Linked DNA regions of Gossypium raimondii: region 2 is linked to region 1. A link is a contact called in public Hi-C data. All regions are on one chromosome and are shown on one strand. Each heading gives the region's core, a stretch centred on a gene start, on an enhancer-like site or on the middle of the called end of the contact. The rest is flanking DNA. Distances are from core to core; before and after follow the strand shown.

What was found. A called contact is a pair of places that touch in the nucleus more often than the background predicts.
Region 2: a contact with region 1 is called in a Hi-C map of leaf, with 4 times the contacts expected there. The contact joins the promoter of LOC105785867 here to the promoter of LOC105785861 in region 1. A contact is called at or near these places in 2 of 2 Hi-C or Micro-C datasets (both in leaf).

What each region holds. Positions count from the first base shown.
Region 1 is chr1:41,504,393-41,509,971 of ASM2569854v1, reverse strand. LOC105785861 (mannosyl-oligosaccharide glucosidase GCS1) reads left to right here and starts at 2,865. Exons shown (of 22, transcript XM_012612050.2): 1 at 2,865-3,340; 2 at 3,502-3,575; 3 at 3,742-3,993; 4 at 4,564-4,732; 5 at 5,250-5,336; 6 at 5,450-5,518. The coding sequence starts at 3,038.
Region 2 is chr1:41,723,347-41,728,727 of ASM2569854v1, reverse strand. LOC105785867 (proteasome subunit beta type-5) reads left to right here and starts at 2,179. Exons shown (of 8, transcript XM_012612058.2): 1 at 2,179-2,343; 2 at 2,521-2,651; 3 at 2,751-2,880; 4 at 3,103-3,209; 5 at 4,049-4,183; 6 at 4,274-4,377; 7 at 4,881-4,981; 8 at 5,082-5,381. The coding sequence starts at 2,538. The coding sequence ends at 5,209.

The sequences.
Region 1 (5,579 bases), core at 1,616-4,115:
ACCACACCCAATGCGTTAGGGCACAGCATTCTAATTTTCCCCAAAATGAATTGGGCCAAAATACTTGTACAATAAAACTTTAAAAGAACATCCACTTATCCAAGATTTAAGAAATCACACCCAATACGTTAGGGCACGATTCCTTTAGAATCCCAAACTTGGAATATTTCCTTTACTTTAAAAGAACATCCACTTATCCAAGATTTAAGAAATCACACCCAATACGTTAGGGCACAATTCCTTTAAAATCCCAAACTCGGAATATTTCCTTTATTATTTTTAAAAAAAATCTTCATTTCGAGAAATCAATGCGTCACATCCAATACGTTAGGACACAACGTGTTGAATTCCCAATAATGAGTTTTTATTTTTTTGATTAAAGAGAAATGCTCGATTGTTAGATTTAACGAAGAAAATCGGAACCCAATACGTTAGGGCTCAATTTCCTTGAAAATCCTAAATACGAACATTATCTCAAAAAAAAATTTCTATTTTAAAATTTGAGTAAAAAAAATGATGTAACGTTATTTTATACGTACAAATGTTATAATAATAATAACAACAATAATAAATACATCAATGACATAAAAATAATATAAACAAATGAATAAACGAAATAAAAAAACAGTAATTCATGACATGCAAAATATTAAATGTAAACACAATTATACAATGAATGGGAAAGCAAACAAAATAAATAAAGATCGGAAGGCGTATAATATACACATGGAAATTATGAAGATAAAAATATACATATAATTTACAAATAAAATTTTGGGTTATAGAATTTATATATAAATATAATACATAATATACTTATGCAAATAAGGAAAAAATATAATTATACGTACATATATAAAATAATAAAAAATAGGTATATTTTAAAAAAGAAAAAGTGAGTATTTAATCATTTAAAAAAACGTAAATATATACATATAAATATGAAAATATTTATTAAAAATATAGGAAAATATTAGTTTAAAAAATATTAGCTGAAAAAATAAGTATGTTCATAAAATATACATATATAGATTTTAAAAAATGAAAATAATAATAATAATAATTACACTATCAATTAATAAAATAAATAAAAGAACATAAAAAAACTAAATTGAATTGCAATTAAAAATCAGGGTAAATCCGCAAATAAATAAAAGTAAAAGGACTAATTTGAACGCGCGAATTACGTAGAGGGGTTGGAAGGAAAATTTTCCCTTCTCCTCTAAAACGGCGCCGTTCAAATGGATCAAATTGGAATTTAAAATAAATAAAAGGGTAAATTAAAAAAAATAAAAAAAAACTTAATTACAAAAACATTAAAAGGCGGAGGGGCTAAATAAAAATAAATAAAATTCGCAATGGTGTCACCTTCTCCTTTTTTTAAATCGTAAATAAATAAAAAATAATCGAGCGAAAATAGTAAACCACCTTTAAAAGCGCCAATCGTTCTCTTTTTTATTCCTCCTTTTCTTTCCTCTTTTTCTTCCCTTTACAATGAAGGGAGAGGCCTCTATTTATAGTTGAGCCTCCCAAAATCCAACGGTACAGATCAATTACATCAACGGCTGAGATTAAAGGGTATCTACAAATTAAATCTCTAAGATTACAAAATCATATATTCTAAGATTGCATATCATATCTAAGATTATATATCATATCTAAGATTGCATATATCATATCTAAGATTGCATATCATATCTAGGATTGCATATCATATCTAAGATTGCATATCCTCAAAAATTATGTTTCCATATGTGAGCCCGGGCTAAAATTGGGTATTACACAAATAATCACAACTATTAACCATATGATTGTCTCATTCCTTCTCCATTGTTCTCACTTTTTTCAACATCCCCAATAAAACAATTCTTGAATGAACTCTCAATGGTGGATCATACTAGGAAAAAAGAACAACAAATTTAGTTTCCATTACCATAGTTCATACAACAAAAAAAATTCCTACATGAGTTGTCATATTATTGGGAAGTTGTTAATTTTGCTAGGTTTCCATAATAGCACATTGGATTCAAGCTAGGCTACTCTATTCCTTCTTTTTTATTGGGATAAATACCAAAACTATACATGAACTATGATTTAATGTGCAATACTATACACAAATTTTGATTTTGTGTAATTTGATACATTAAATTTTGATTTGATCAATTCTTGTAAATTATTAACACAATTATTGATATAACATCATTTTATATTTATCTATTACATAAATAAATAATTATATTTATCTAATATAAAACTAAATTGATGTATTTATTTCTTTAAATATGTATGATTAAATTAAAATTAAAGTTTCAAGTATATATTTGAACCACAATTAAAGTTTCACGTATATAATTGCACCAAATTAAAGTTCATATATACAATTACACATTAAATAAAGATTCATATATAATTTTAAGATTTATCCCTTTTTTATTCTTCCTTCTTCTTATCTTCTTCTCGTTGGTGAATGTAAAAAAAAAGAAAAAAAGAGCTGAGTATAACACAAATTAGCTTAGGGTTTATATAGAAAACTATTCCTTATCTTTTTCCAATATAAATATTTAACTTTTTTATTGAAAATATTATTTTTTATTTCCCTAAATTTATGTGGCAATTCACGTGGAACCTATATGAAAAACTAACGTGCCACATAAGACAACAGTTACCCCACTAATAGATGATAACGGTTGGGCGATCGTTTTGTTCAAACCCGAAATGTAAGTAGCAATTTTAAAAGTTTTGAAAATTCAGTAACAAAAACGTAATTTCAACCAAAGTTGAGGGGAAACCGGGATAATTTACACAAAAAATTAAATCGTATGTTATTGGATCGTGTGACGTGCCAACATGTGATCTATGATACGGAATCATTACTCGTTAGTCGTCACAGGCGACGGGAGCCGTGATGGGCTGGGCCGAATCCTAAGCTGCCCGCCATTTTTGGCGCACACACTGCGTTGCTCCATTCCTCCATCGATCAGTGCAAGAAAAACGCCTATTTCCCTAATCTCAAAAACTCTCCGACCCCAATCTGAGAATGACCGGAGGTGGTCGACGGAGCGCTCGAAGCAGAACCAAACCCTCCTCCGATGTCAACGAAGACGATGATGCTTTCAATAAAGCTAAACCAATCTCCAAACTCCGCAGAGTTAAAACCAAAGATCACGGCACCGCACTTCGAATCCTCAACGCTGATCTTAAAATCATTCTAGGTTTCGGCATAATCGCCGCCTTAATTATATTCTTTTTAGTCAATCATCTCATTAGCATAGCTGAAGAAGCTCGTAGACCTAGAGTCGTCACTCCATTTCCAGCTCCCAGAATCATGGACTTACCTCAGGTACTCCAAATGTGAATTTCTATCCCTTTCTCACTTTTTTCCTTCAAATTTTTTTAACAGAAGTTTTTAAATCGCGAATATAAATGTAAGTATATTGCAGTATAGATTTTTTTTATACGTATATGTACGTATTTGGTAATGGAGCACTCGATTTGTGACAGTTTCAAGGCGAGCATAAGGAGAGCTTATACTGGGGAACTTATCGTCCTCATGTTTATTTTGGGATTCGTGCAAGGTAATATCATATTTTTACATTCCTAGAACTTGATATGTTTTTCCCTTTAGCTTTATAATTTTGAACCGAGGAGATAAAGTTCATGTGAATAATAGCATGGTAATTCTTTTTTGGCTAAAAAGTGATTGTAATTGGAGGTTGTTAATTAGCAAACTGTATCTGGCAGGACTCCTCTGTCACTAGTTGCTGGATTAATGTGGCTCGGTGTAAAGGATGGGAGGTATTTTATTCGACACATTTGCCAAGATTCCGATGATCTGAGCACATATGGTTGGACAAGTCATAATGGACGGGATTTTGGACATCAAGTTCTGGTTGATCAGGATATGACTTTAGCAACAAGTTTCTTGAAATATAAGGAGGATGACAGTGGCTATGGAGGAGACTGGGCAGTTCGAATTAACGTACAAAATCAAGGGTATGTTGCTTGATCTGTTATTTTACTTGTGTTGTTGATTGCATATGTTTAACCTGGTGCTTTCTTGAAGATAGGTCAGAGGAAAATATTGAAGTTGATTTTATGACAGTCCGAGAAAAAAGATTGAATAACTGAAGAATACATTTGTAAATGTACAATTAATGCATATTTCAATTTTATGAAAGTCTGTGGCTTAACATTTTTAGTGCCATGCATGTTTCAATTTTAGGTGTAGAATTCTTTGGGTCAATTAATGTATTGAGGTATTATATTTTCCTATATAGCTAGCCTGCCCCTTGGAGAATGAGTTTTAAATTCATTATGCAGTAGTGTGAATGGAAAGCCTGATCAACTATAGCCATTAGAAATATTGCTTCCTCTCTACATTCCTCCATACACTCATAATTGCATGTTTATTTTCAAGCTAGAATAACAAGGTGTGTCTGAAAATATCTATAGAATGCATTTACTTGCATGTGGAGCAAAATGTTCAATTCTGAGTGTGTACTTGGCTCACCATTCAATTTCCCTATGGGATCAAGTTTATCATGTTCCATTTTACACCTCTAGGTGGAATGAGGAGATGCAGAAAAATGTGCACCTTTTTTTCTATTTGGCTGAGGAAGATGGAAATGCTCTAAGTTTAGGTGGAGATATCTTAGACATTCACGAGAATTCTCTCCTGGCATCAGGGTCACGAACAGACATTGGAGAGTGGCAGCTACATCTAAAGTCGAAGGTAAAGGGAAATTGAATGGGAATTAGAAATTACAATACCTATATTTGAATGAAAATTTGATACTGATGAGGAAAATTAGTTCATATAGTAGAAAGCTCTCGTGGCCTACTTGCCATTCACACTACCAAAGTAACTCAAATAATGTTCATTTATCTATTTATTGCTGGTTAGCATTTAGGAAGGAGACTGAAATTGGCCACTAATATTTACAGAATCACATGTGCACTTCTTAGTTATGTTACAATTTGAGCATCCTGGATTCAAACAGGAAAGTATCTAAAATATATTAGTCAACTAGGCTAACCTCTTGCTAAATGTTAGCATCAAATAGCTTATATGCTTCCATACTATTTCTTCCAAATTTCGGCCTAAACCTCTCACTAATTGCTTTTAAGGGTTCAATATCTGGATTTTGTTCAATAAAATAACGGGACTTATATGTGTTTTTGTTTTTCTATGGTTTTATTTGGTAATTGATACTAATTTGGAGCTAACTTTTTTTGTTCTTATTTTGTAGGCTGATCTGGAAGTTCATTATTCTGGTTTGAGGACACCTCATATCCACAATTTGTCTGATCTTGTCCAAGAAAACCTTGCATCCCAAGTTTGTTGGATTTTCATATGCATCATATATTTTTTCAGTTGTTAGTCTTAGACGAGTTTTTCTTTCCCCCCTTATAACTTCTCTTTACTCTTGTTTCTTTTGCCTTTTAACAGTTAATAAGATTTAATCGGCTTCAGCTACCTGATATCTACCAGAGTTCTTCTAACATTTTAGTTTTTCAGGTAATTTTATGTACACACAATGGATAATACTACTCTTGAAATATTTGCATTCTTGAAGTTA
Region 2 (5,381 bases), core at 930-3,429, 220 kb before region 1:
CGAGCCACCATCGTTGAGAGCCAATCCAACAATAGCACAATCAGGTAACATAGTGATGATTGTGCTAAGAATTTTAAGGCGATGTCGTGTCTTCAGAATGGTGTTTCTGATGTAATCTTCACTAGGTTCATGGCCTACGAAACTCCAAAGTAAGCTTGGGATAAATTGAAGGAAGAGTTTCAAGGTACAGAGAAGACAAGGCAGCAGCAGCTTATCAACTTAAGGAGGGATTTTGAGAACCTGAAGGTGAAGGAGTCTAAGACTGTTAAGCATTATTCTAATAGAATCATGGCTATTGTAAACAACATCAAATTGATCTAGTGATTTATAATGTCTCATTATCAACAAAAGTTATGATTTTGGGTTGATTCAAGATATGATTTGATTGGTAATCTAATAACTACCAGAATCAGTATGAGAATCAGCCAGAAGATCAGTATGGAGTTCAATTTAAGAGATCTATTAGTTTTTCTATCCATCAAGAGAAGTTTTTGTGAGTATCCATTCTAGAGAAAAGTATTCTATGTTTAGTTGAAGGGGATTTCGTCAATGGTAGGTTTTGTATTTATATACTTCTAAGAGATACCTTTGTTGTACTATGAAAGAATAAGATATGTATAGTTTGATAAGATTTAGAGTTAGTCAAGAAGTGAAGTGAGAGTTGGTACGTTAAGTATGGTAGCTGGCGTATAGGTATATATCAGATATTATGAAAGTATTTGCCAAAGATAGAGATGTGACCCATAATTTACAAGATGAGGAATTCAACTAGAAAGGTTCCAAGGTATTCTGTGCTAACAACTCACTCACTAAGTTCGTGTGAACTTACAAAGTGTTTGTTCTTGTTTCAGGTATTGCTACGAGAGTAAGTACGCCAAAAGGGAACAAGCCAGGAATGTGCCAACTAGGAAACGGTGAATTGGGTTATTATGCATTCAGAGGATATCTTAGGAGTAAGGCGTATAGCATAGTATGCCAAGATTAGTCTTTCTTTAATGAACTTTTATGTTGTAATGTCTTACATTATTTTAAAAGTCTGTTGTATTCTTGGATGTCTTCTTTATTTCTTTTATTCAGAAAATATTTAATAATACAAAAAGAGATATGTTGAAAAAAGATCATATGCAGATTGTTTAAACATTTATGCTAAGTGTTTGTATGTCATAGCATTCGATATCCAAACTCAATGATTCGGGTTGGGTAGAGGGTGTTACAAAACTTATCAATTTAAAGTATAATGACTAAACCCATAACTTATATGGAGTTGAAATTTGTTTACTCAATTTGATCGAATGCTTACCGTTAATTGCGTTCTTTGTTTTTAGACATTTTTTGGAGAGTAAACCTTCTTTGTAAGTGAGATTGTTTGGGTTGAGTGATTGTAAATTGAGGTTCTTTGTTGGGCTGCAATTACCTCACTGTATAATGGTAGATTGAGCTTTAGCTTTTACGATTCCAGATCCATTGTTTACTAAAATCTAGCTCTATTGAGTAAGATTGTTATTCAAATTGCGTTAACAAATATTGCGTGTCACTTTATTGTTTTGCTATACTATTTTTTAATCCGCTTGTTAATCTACCAAGTTTCGATATCTATTGAAACATCAATTGAGACAATATATTGGAACATAATAGCAAACCGAGAGGTTTTTATAAAATATTAATATATTAATAAATTAACACCACTTTACGTTGATATATTGTATACACAAATAATTATATTAATTTGACATGAAAATAAATGTATGTAATCATTTCTTTAAATATGTAGGATTGAATCAAAGTCAAAGTTTTATGTATACATATGAACCGCAAATCAAGTTTCATATGCATAATTGCACAAAATAAAAATTTATGTATCAAAATTATACATTGAACTAAAGTTAAATATATAAATTTGATATTTATTGTTAAAATTAAACGATTGATATGATTAGTGATTTAAAGTGAGGGCAATTACCCCGTTAAAGTTGTAACCTAGAGGGTTACAAATCTTTGTGAAATCTTTAATGGGCATTGGAAGTTATCAAAAACAAGGCTCAACCCATTTCATAAAACTAGCTCTTTGGCCCATAGATCTTGTTAACTGTAAGAGATTCTGTGGACTGGGATAATTGTGTGGTTTACAAAGTCGATACTCCCATCTCCGTTTTGGATCAAAGCTTGGGCCAATCTGAGACAACCCAAACAAGCAGATTTTCCCAGTTTCCCGTAGCACAAGAAAACTGAGGAAGAAAAAGTAGAAATCAACCCTTTTTCCTCCTTATATTTCAGTTTGCTTTGCTTTGCTGCATCTCATTCTCACTTCACCTTTTTTTTTTTATTGTCTGGATCATCGGAAAGGTTCTCTTCTCAACCTCAGTTTTGTTTTCGCTTTTGCGGTTTTAATATTTTGAAAGCATTTATTTTCTTCACTTAGGGTATTGTTCTTTAATTTGATTTTTTTTTGGGGGTTGGGGGGGGGGGAGAAATTATCATCAAATGCATCAAATTTTCTGATTCAGTCTTGCGCTTTTGTAGAAATTAAAGAACCAATCATGAAGCTTGACACCAGCGGACTAGAATCGGCTGCTCCTGTCTGGGGTGCTCCCAGTGAACTTGTTGACGGGTTTTCGGCTGGTCCGTCGTTCGATCTCCCAAACACTACTGATGTGAGTTAAAAATTTCTGCTAATTTGGTACAACATTATTAGTTTCCCGTGTAAAGGGAGATATTTGGGGCTTATTTTATGTGTGATCGGTGTATTGCAGTTTGATGGGTTTCAAAAAGAAGCTATCCAGATGGTAAAACCTGCTAAGGGTACCACCACGCTAGCTTTCATCTTTAAGGAAGGGGTCATGGTTGCCGCTGATTCTAGAGCTAGCATGGGAGGCTATATCTGTATGTTTCTTACTTTTTGTGTGTATTTTGCCGTAGTTTTTATTTTTCAGAAATTTGTTGGTTAGGAAATAGTCTATTAGTGGTAATTGTAGATTAAACCTTGTCATAAAAAAAACATCTATAATTTTTCAATCTTTTGTTTCTTCTTTTTTGTTGTGTTGGGGTAGAAATTGAATCGTGATTGTTGATTAGTATTCCTTTTCCTATCCTAAAATTTGGCAGCTTCACAGTCAGTGAAGAAAATTATTGAAATCAATCCTTACATGCTTGGAACAATGGCTGGAGGAGCTGCTGACTGCCAGTTTTGGCACAGAAATTTAGGCATCAAGGTAATGGGACAAATGTGGCCCTCTTGTCAGTGGGATATTAGCATCAGGAAACTTTTTCCTCCTCTTTTTGTGTTGGATTGTTATTGTATGTTATATATACTGTATATTTTTGCATATTGGGTCCTATGCAAGGAAATGTAGAGAAAAAAAAGTCTATTGGTCATTTTGGCATTCTCTTGCAGTTTTCATTGATGATAAACCATGGGGTTATACAATGTAGAAAGTGAGATCTCAAAGGTTTCAGATATATACTTTTTGAATTGGCTCTATAATCGAACTACAGATGTCCTGCTTTTTCTAAAACACGTATATGAGAACAAAAGAATAGAAAAAATGATTTGATATTTAGCATAGCTTACTAATAGCTAACTAATTTCAATATCACCTTCAAATGTGACTCACACATACAGATTAACCCTTCCATGTTCTACTTAGGCAAAGTTATTTTCATGGTATTGATATGCATGCGGTTGGACTCTCTTAACCTAAGAGAATGTAGATTTTTAATATTAGGTCCTTTTCCTAGTTAGGAAAGCAAACTTTTGAGTAGGAAGCATTCAAATTGAGTTCAGCTTGCTTTCTGATTGCTTGGGTAGCTAAATTTAAGGCATTCTGTTTGTCTAATTGCCATACTATCAAAATGGAATATTGTCAAAGAAAAGTGGAGAACTCGAGCATTATTCAGGTCTCTGGCTTTCCTTTGGTGTCAATATCGACCCACAATGCAACCTTTCTGGCTTTTATTTAGTAGTGAACAATCTTAGGCCCCATTATTGTGTTTTTCCAATTACTCTTTACATACATGAAGTGCTAATGGATGATCATTTTCCATGATCTAGTGCCGGCTGCATGAATTAGCAAACAAGCGTAGAATTTCAGTTACGGGGGCATCAAAACTGTTGGCAAACATTCTCTATTCTTACCGAGGAATGGGACTTTCGGTTGGAACCATGATTGCTGGATGGGATGAAACGGTATTTGGAACTAAATGTTATTCTCTTGTTGTTTTCCCCTTGCATACTAATACTTGCATGTTTTAACTTTCTGCCTAACCCGGATTCTAGGGCCCTGGACTATACTATGTGGACAGTGAAGGGGGAAGGTTAAAAGGAATGCGTTTCTCTGTTGGATCTGGTTCACCATATGCTTATGGTGTGCTGGATAATGGGTATGCATTCTTCTCCATGTTCTTTCGTTGTCATTGTTCCACTGATAAATGCTGATATTATGACGTAAAGTTATCATGGTTTACACGAAATGATACATCAGTTGAAGAAGCTACATGTGGTTGGCCAGCAAGCTGCAAAGTTATCATGGTCTTCTTGTAAAGTTATCAGTCTATTTAGAAAGATGCAAGGAATCGAGGAGGAATGTGTTGAAGAAACCTGTTAAATGTTTTATTTTAACATGTCGGTTCCATCAACTTCCAGTTGCTCCTGTTAAAAACATTGGTTGCCTGCATTTTGACAATAAGCGTGCTTTGCTGCCGAAGCATAGCTTTGACCATAATATAACTGCTCTAGGGAATCTTTTTGATTGCTTTAATCAATGATAACATCACTAGTCCCGTTATTAATTATATAACTGTGTTAGGACATTTTTTTGTCCCATTTTGTGCTCAGCTCTATGTATTCATACTTGTTAATATGTTTGTTTGGATGGTGGTGGTAGCTATCGGTATGATATGTCTGTTGAAGAGGCTGCAGAGTTGGCCAGACGAGCTATTTATCATGCCACATTCCGAGATGGAGCCAGTGGTGGTGTTGCCAGCGGTACTCTCTCTCTCTCGATCTCAAGTTGAAATGAATTCTCATAGTAATTCTGTTATATATGTGTGATACCCTGCTTAAATGAGGTTAATAATTTGATCAGTTTACTACGTGGGACCAAATGGGTGGAAGAAGCTATCTGGTGATGATGTTGGAGAACTTCACTATAAATACTATCCAGTGATGCCAAGCACAGTGGAACAGGAAATGGTTGAAGTAGGTGGGGCATAAATGGGATCTACTCAACCTAGTCCAAGTTGATAAGATGGATGAATGGGATATATTCTTATATACAGTGAATACTTGGCCTTAAAAGACAATGTGATGATGTTGAGTTTGTTATTTGATGTTGAAAGTTTTAAGGAATCTCGGGTTTTAGTAACCCCAACATTTGAAATATTCA